Linked DNA regions of Mus musculus: region 1 is linked to region 2. A link is a contact called in public ChIA-PET data. All regions are on one chromosome and are shown on one strand. Each heading gives the region's core, a stretch centred on a gene start, on an enhancer-like site or on the middle of the called end of the contact. The rest is flanking DNA. Distances are from core to core; before and after follow the strand shown. Region 1 has its middle 23 kb from the start of A930006K02Rik. Region 2 holds the start of Tmem50b (transmembrane protein 50B).

Region 1 (3,934 bases), core at 131-2,630, 160 kb after region 2:
GGCTTTTTGCAGGCTATAGAGAACAAAGAGCTTTTTTCTAGCTGTATTTTTAAAGATCAGGGAAAATAAGCTTGGGGAACATCCAGGGGCTGTACCTTCCAGGGAGAAACGCTCTAAGTCGGGGTCTCACAGTTTTTACTAGTTTTGTTTTTCTCTTGCATGTGTGCTTTGGCTAACTATAGTTTTTTTTGTGTGTGTGTCTTGTTTTGTTTTGTTTGTTTTTTTGTGTGTTTTTTTGTTTTATCTGCATGTATCAAAGACTCTACTCCACATGTTCACTTGTTGTGCCAAGAAAACTTCGGTTACAATTTTAAAAAGATACATTAATTCAGTCCTCATTCTGAGTACTAACTCTGTAGAATGAGTCATGCCAGGTGCTACCACACAGGGAGGAGTAGCAGCGACATAGAGAGCTGCTCCCCAGTAGCACTGGTGGGGCAGAAAGACACGGCTCCAAGGTGATCAAAGGCCTCTAAAAAGAAACGGAGTTAACTTCTGATTTCCTGAACAGGTCTGAGTACCGAGTGAATCCAGCTAGCTGAGAATTAAAAACAGAAGTAACCATTTCCCAGAAAACACTTGTCCAAGCCTACTGGGTTTAGCCCGAGGAGCTGTGGAATGAACGAAGGAGCCAGCTAGCTAGGGTTGTTTCCGCTGCAATTTATTTTGGGGTGTGTATGTGGTGGGGTGAGGTTTGCTGACAAGAGCGTGGTCCTGGGTGCCAGCAGGATCAGTGGATTCTCAATTTTGAGTTGCAATGGGGGCAGCATTAAGTAAAAGTGGCTAAGACAGACTTCATCCAAATGAGATTGCACCTGGTTTATCTTAAAGCCAGTATCAAAGGGGACAGGCACGTTCCTGGGACGGAGAGTGCCAGCGTCACTGTCCCCTAAAACTCTGCCTATGCTGCCAATGGTTTTATTTGTGGCTTGTTGGGGGAACTGTGCATGGAAAACTGACTAGGGCATTTCCATCCCCCTCCACCCCCATGGCTGCAAGGCTGACATCCATAGTGACAGAAAAATGGGGTGCTTTGAAGTTAATCCAGCCACTGGAGCAGGGGGCCCTGTGAAGAAGCACAGTGAACCTGTGGGCAACCCAGGCAACCCGGGGTTGCAGGCTAGAGCCAGCAAAGGAGGCCAGGGATGGGGAGGAGAGGGAGAGAGTTTGTGTCTTGGGCCTTCTGTAAACAGGAGGACACATTCTGCCAGGACATCTTGGTGTCCCAGAGGACACCCTGCTGGTGTTGACCGTGACCCTAACACCTTGAATACTCAGAAATTCTTTTGCCTTGCCTTTGGGGGTTCTTCCTGCCTCCACTCCCTGGCTGTGAAGTTAGCAGCTTTGCCCACATCCTATCAGCACAGCCAGAGCCTCAGCACAGCCACCCACACCATGCGGCTCCAAGGGCTCTGTGGCTGCTTGTTATTCTATGTGGGAGATCCCTGTAGAAGAATAGAGGACCTGGCAAATAACGAGCTTTTAATAGGTAGTGCTTTTTCATCAATATCACATTTAAAAAAAAAAAAAAAAACATGTTCAGTCAGGATGTGATGGTGCATGCCTCTTTTTTTTTTTTTTTTTTTCCGAGACAGGGTTTCTCTGTATAGTCCTGGCTGTCTTGGAACTCACTTTGTAGACCAGGCTGGCCTCGAACTCAGAAATCTGCCTGCCTCTGCCTCCCGAGTGCTGGAATTAAAGGTGTGCACCACCATGCCCGGCGATGCATGCCTTTTTATCTAGCTCTTAGAAGTCTCAGGCAGGAAAACCATGACTTCAAGCCAACCTGTGTTACGTGGTGAGACTATGCTACCTTAAGAGGCAAGAGAAAGAAAACAAGGTTCCAAGCACATCTACGAGGAAGACAACTGTTATCTTAATTCCCCAGACCTTAGAACTCATCTTTGAACTCCTGGATCTCTCCCTGTGAGGCCCCTGCAGGCTCCACAGGGGAGGCGCTCACGATGCCCTATCAGCAAATGCAGACAGCTTCTCAGATGGTTGGGAGCTGCATAGGCAGTGTCCCCTACCTTGGCACCAAGAATGTGACACCTAACGAACACCACCCTTTCTGTAAGCCTGGACAGAAAATGTTATTCATGAGAAAAATAGAGATTGCTGAGACCAAATACCAGCACCAGTTTGCAAGGCCTGAGCAAACTTTTAAAGGGTCTATTTGTTCTTATTTTATAAACATTTGCTTGAATGTATGCTGAGTGTGCACCACATGCATGCCTTGTGGCCAAAGAGGTCAGAAGAGGGCCTCAGCTCCCTGGAGCTGGAGTTACAGGCAGTTGTAAGCTGCCACGTGATTGCTGGGAAGTGAGCCCAAGTCCGCTTCCAGAGCCACGGGTGCTCTTGACTGATAAACCACCTCTCTAGCCCCAGAAGTCACTCTTTGATTTGATTAAACAAGCAAACATGACCATTCGAACGCTTGTTGGCTCACGTAGTCTTTTTGCTTTGGGATTTATTTACGTTATTTGTGTTTTTCTTTTGCCCCACCTTTTAAAGAAAAAAAGTCTTTTTCTCTCTTGTAGGAGTGGTCTTGTCTCTGAATAGTTCTTTTTAGTTCACTTTCACCTTTCCAGCAGGGGTTTAACCTGTCCACTGTGGCCATCTTAGACCTGGTAACTTGTGAGTGTGGGGGACTGCTTGCATAACTTTGGGTTCTAAGCTTGGCCAGCTTTCTTTACTAGGTACCAGTGATAACCTAGCCAGCTGAGACAGTCAACTGTGTTTCCAGGTATTTCCTCACGTCCCCTGGGGGACAAAACCAACTCCCATGGAGAAACACTTCTCTGGTAATGAGAGTGCTCTAGAAATTTGAACATAGTCAACTCCTGTGTGTTTCAGAGAGGTCACGTGTAATTACTCTTTTCCTCCCAAGCAACAAGAAGGCAGAGATCCTTGGATTTAAAATTTTCCCCTTCTGAGGCTAATGAGGCCTTAACCCCAGACAAAGAGCTTCAGACAGCGAAGGGATGTTGACAGTGGGAGTCCTCCCCGGGAAAGTGCGCAGCAATTTGTTATCCAGGACCAAGGGGCCAGCCCCGAAAATGTACATACAAATGCAATCATATAGACTGAGCAGGTCACATTTAGGAATACACACACACACACACACACATGTATACACAGACACATATACATATACACATGTAACAACATTTTTAAAAAGGAGAGACCATGAACTTGAAGGAGTGCAAGATGAGGAATACAGGGAGGTCCAGAGAGATGAAAGGGAAGGGCAAAATGTTGTGATTATATTATATTCTCAAAAATGAAAGAAAAATGAAATGATATAATTAAGCAAAAAGTTCTTTTCTTTCATTTTAGTTACTTTAAATAACTACAGTTGTTCAAAGTTAAAAAAAAAAAAACCAAACTGTATTTTTTAGATGGGTGTCATGTAGCCCAGGCTGGCCTCAAGTCCACTATGTAGCTCAGGTTGACCTTAGCTCCTATCAGTTTTCCAACTGTCTCTTGGGTGGGGTAAAGTATGGTCCACCATGCCTGGATTTTATCTTTAGTTGCAAAGCTGTCTCTATTTGTTGTGTAAAACATAAACATTTAAAATGTGTATGCATTATGAGATGACTAACTTAATTAACATAGGTATTATTCTATAGATAAGATTTAATGTTGCTATAATGTAAAATTTGTTCTCTTAGTGGCTTGCAAACAGTTTCATATTCATATTCTTGATCATGGGAATCAAGAGGACCCTGCTCCAATGCTATACTATAGAGGGCTTGTTTGAACTGTTGCTGTTTGATATAATGAACCAATATTTGTTTTGATTGGCCAGTGTACTTCCCAGGCTTTTCCTGTATTCGAAAATAGCACCCCTTCCCTCTGAGGTCAGTTTCCTTCTTCCTAAAATAATGCCAAAGATCTTTAATAAAGGTCCTTTGAAATCAAAGCCTCTCGC
Region 2 (3,720 bases), core at 366-2,865:
GAATGCATATATGTGCACCATTTGCATGCTTGATGTCCAGGGAATCCAGAAGAGGAAGGTGGCCCCTGGATCTGGAGTTACAGGTGGATGTGAGCCCCACTCTGGGTCCTCCGGTAGAGCATCTTCCCAGTCCCCCTTGCCCCCCTTTTTAACTGATGGAGAAGTGAAAGCAGACGGCACATTCTGGACAGGCAACGCACTACTACTACACTATATCCCAGATCCTCCAGTAGTTTTGAGACAGGACCTCACTTCAGCTTGATCTTTTGTTTTGTTTTGTTTTGTTTTGTTTTTGTTTTTGTTTTTTTCGAGACAGGGTTTCTCTGTATAGCCCTGGCTGTCCTGGAACTCACTTTGTAGACCAGGCTGGCCTGGAACTCAGAAATCCACCTGCCTCTGCCTCCCAAGTGCTGGGATTAAAGGCGTGCGCCACCACGCCCGGCTCGGTTTGGTCTTGAATTTGCTGTGTAATCCAGTCTGACTGGAAATAGAAATATGCTTGAGACCATGATCATACCCAAGCTGAGACATTTTGGAATGCAGGGATCACAGGCATGTATCACCACACCTGTTTATATGATGCTTGGGATACAAGCCAGAGCCTTATGTATTTAAGGCTAAATAATGTACCAACTGAACTACATTCCCTAGCTCTGGGACAGATACCTAAAGATGTTCCCTTCTGCTGCCCCTCTTGCTTGTTAGTGTGTGTGCATAATCCCATACTCCAAAAAGGAATTTATGCAGTGAATATTTATTGAATACCTAAATCCTAGATTATATACAAGAACTACAGGAGTAACAGGATCCAGGATGTCATTTGTGACAGTTACGTGACACAAAAATCTTTTTGCTTTACTCTATCTAGGTGAAGTGTGTTTTTACCTTCAATGTAGTAGTAACTTGGACTTTGCATCTTTCTTTAACTGCATTTATATTCTGTAGGAAATGTGGTTTTTGAAGTTATGCTGAAAAATCCAGAGGCAGTATCTCTAAAGGAGATAAGTAAAGATTTGCTCCCAAAACAAGCCAAAAATCTATTTGGATAGACGGAAAAAGGAATCAGGCTGAAATAGCTATGTAGCTTTGCTTTGCGGGTACCCTCAGAAAACCAGTACTGACTGGGATCCCTGGACCTGTAACTTCATCTTCTGAGGTCTTGGTTTTTGAACGTCTTGGAGTGCGTTCTCGACTCTCGGCAGCTGGTGAACAATGCTCAACTGCTGATATGCAAGAGGACCTTGCGTAATAGGCTTGGGTTCCCCGTACCGGTGCTCTCACCGATGCTGAGGCGCTTGAGTTTACACTACTACCGCAAACCGCAGCAGGAGAGGTCCGGACCTCAGCTCCAGGACGCAGGTAGAGCACCGCGCCAGCCCCGCCCTCAGGAATCAAGCCCCGCCCTCTATCTAATCGGTCGCACTATGATTGGTCTCCGCAGAGCGCACGGGTCCAGCCCCGTTCCGCCTCTGAGGTCCCGGTCCCGCCTCCAGGGGTTATGCCCCGCCCACGCAGGCCACTTGCTGCAATCCCATTGGTTCCTGCGGTGCGCACGGCGCCTCGCCCCCGCCCCACCGGCGCCCTGGCCTCCCGCCCGCCGCCGGCCCCCGGCTCCCGGACTGAGGTTGATCGGGCCGCTGCTTCCCGGACAGACGCGCGCCCTCGACGTCCCTGCTCCTGCCTGGGCTCGGTGTAGACTTCGCAGGTAGCCGGGTGAGTGCGGTTGGCAGGTCTCGGGTTTCTGTGATCTGCCGATCGAACGCAGGGCGCCGGCCCGGCGCGGCCTGAGGTTCTGTGGCGCCGCCCGTGTCGGTGCCAAGGAGCGCGCGGGCGACCGGCGGGGCCCGGCCTGCGCCCGCGTCCTCTCGGCGCCCCGTGGCCCTGACGCCGCCGTGACCCGCGCTCAGCCGAGGCAGGCCGCTCCGCCGCGCATCTCGTCCTGAGTCTGGGGAGGTCCCCAAGGCGATCGGTAGGGGATGGAGGTCCTGTGGGGCACCGCCGCAGCCGCCACCGAGGCCCCACGAGCGTCTGGGGACGAGCGACCCTCCCGTTTGCTCGGAGCCGTTGCCAGGAACTGTCCTTGTATCCTTGACTTTCCCCTCCATCCTGCAAGCGCTGGGGGGAGAGGGAGGAGAGGGAGGAGAGGGAGGAGAGGGAGGGAAGTCTTTGGGAATTCATCCTAAGTGGCGAGTGGCCTTTTCAGAGAAGTAGCAGAGCAGTGGTCGTTGTAGGCTAGGCCATTTTGGTCTTTAGCCAGTAAGTTGGTTTTCACCACTGGAAGGTACTTGAGCCTGAGAGGTGGGTAGATACGTGACCTTTCCGACCGTAGCAGCAGAGGGCTGGGCTCGCTCTTCCACCTTGCTGCTGCGATGGGAGGAGGGGCGTGGGAATTCAAACCTCTCGCTGGAGTAGATATGCTCACCCTCAACAACATCCACCCCCCTACCCCCCCGTGCATCCTTCGCGCTCCAACTCTTCACCCTATTTGTACCACAAATCCCATTTCTAGATAATTCCAGGGGCGCTTATTCCCAGGCTTCTCATCCTCCTTTCTCGTTTGTCTTTTCTACCTGTGTGCGGCTTCCAAAAACCAGAGCCAAGCAATTTAAACACTTAAACGAGCATAGTGTTCAAAGACTTCCTGATCCTAAAAATGAAACCCAGAGGTTAATTTGCATAGCGATGCTTCAAGAAAAGCAGGTTTAATCGGAACGGGGTGAGGATGTAGTTTTTTCCTCTTCAGGAGACACACCCTTTGATCCTCCCCATTCTTCCTCTATCAGCTAGACAGCAGCCTTCAACGCTATTGCGTTGTTTGGTTTTGGTTTTGGTTTTCTAAATTCACTACTGGGGTCAATTGATTAAAGAATCAATCTTGCTTAGTCCTTATGTGTCTTTTAATGTAATAAACATTGAAGAAGATTATCAAGTAAAGTTTTCAGACAATACAGAAACAGCAAATAAAAAGTGAAACCCTCCAGCACGCCTTAAATCCCAGCACTCAGGCAGGTGAGGCCAGTCTTGTCTACAGCTCCAGTTCCAGGACTGCCAGGACTATACAGAGAAACCCTGTCTTGAAAAAAAGGCTGGGGGAGTTCCTCAAAATTCTCTCCTTCACTCTCCACTCTTTATGTCCCAGTTCTACTCTTTTTTTTTTAATTATTTATTATATGTAAGTACACTGTAGCTGTCCTCAGATACTCCAGAAGAGAGCATCAGATTTTGTTACGGATGGTTGTGAGCCACCATGTGGTTGCTGGGATTTGAACTCGGGACCTTCAGAAGAGCAGTCGACGCTCTTAACCACTGAGCCATCTCGACAGCCCCCCAGTTCTACTCTTAAGGAGGCCATCATAACACAATGCTATTTGGCAACAGATAATGACACATTTACACATTGATGTATGTAGACTAATCTTTTTTTTTTTTAATTAAAATTTTAAAAGTTGCTAAGAGGGCTGGAGAGGTGGCTCAGAGGTTGAGTGCTCCCTGCTATGAAAGAGGACCCAAGTTCAGTTTCTTGACTGAAGCCACATCAGACTCACAGCTCCCCTGAAACTCACACTCCAGGGAATCCCATGACTTTGGCCTCTGTGGGCACCTGCACTCAGATGCACTCCACACAGGATCACATATATACAATTTCAAAAGCCGTGTGCTGTTATTTGGATGTACAATAATGTGTTTTTGGTCTCTTACTGATAGACATTTTGGTTGCTT

The links. ChIA-PET counts read pairs in DNA pulled down with a chosen protein or histone mark.
Region 1: a contact with region 2 is called in an RNA polymerase II ChIA-PET map of effector CD8 T cells, with 69 read pairs. The contact joins the enhancer-like site here to the promoter of Tmem50b in region 2. A contact is called at or near these places in 1 of 39 promoter capture datasets (hematopoietic stem and progenitor cells), 11 of 115 datasets of contacts at active chromatin or transcription factors (the 230-238 cell line, CD8 T cells, the HPC-7 cell line and 8 more) and 1 of 9 other capture datasets (liver).

The regions. Positions count from the first base shown.
Region 1 is chr16:91,440,002-91,443,935 of GRCm38.p6, reverse strand. No RefSeq gene overlaps it. Among named protein-coding and RNA genes, the nearest start is that of A930006K02Rik, 23 kb to the left of the region's middle. Within about 2 kb of position 1,380, at least 92 of the 459 cell types and tissues checked have an H3K27ac peak or open chromatin away from gene starts, as enhancers often do. A contact at or near this core is called in CD8 T cells, the HPC-7 cell line, the SCID.adh cell line and 5 more, where this site is marked.
Region 2 is chr16:91,595,575-91,599,294 of GRCm38.p6, reverse strand. It overlaps Tmem50b (transmembrane protein 50B), which reads left to right and starts at 1,615. Exons shown (of 7, transcript NM_030018.3): 1 at 1,615-1,713.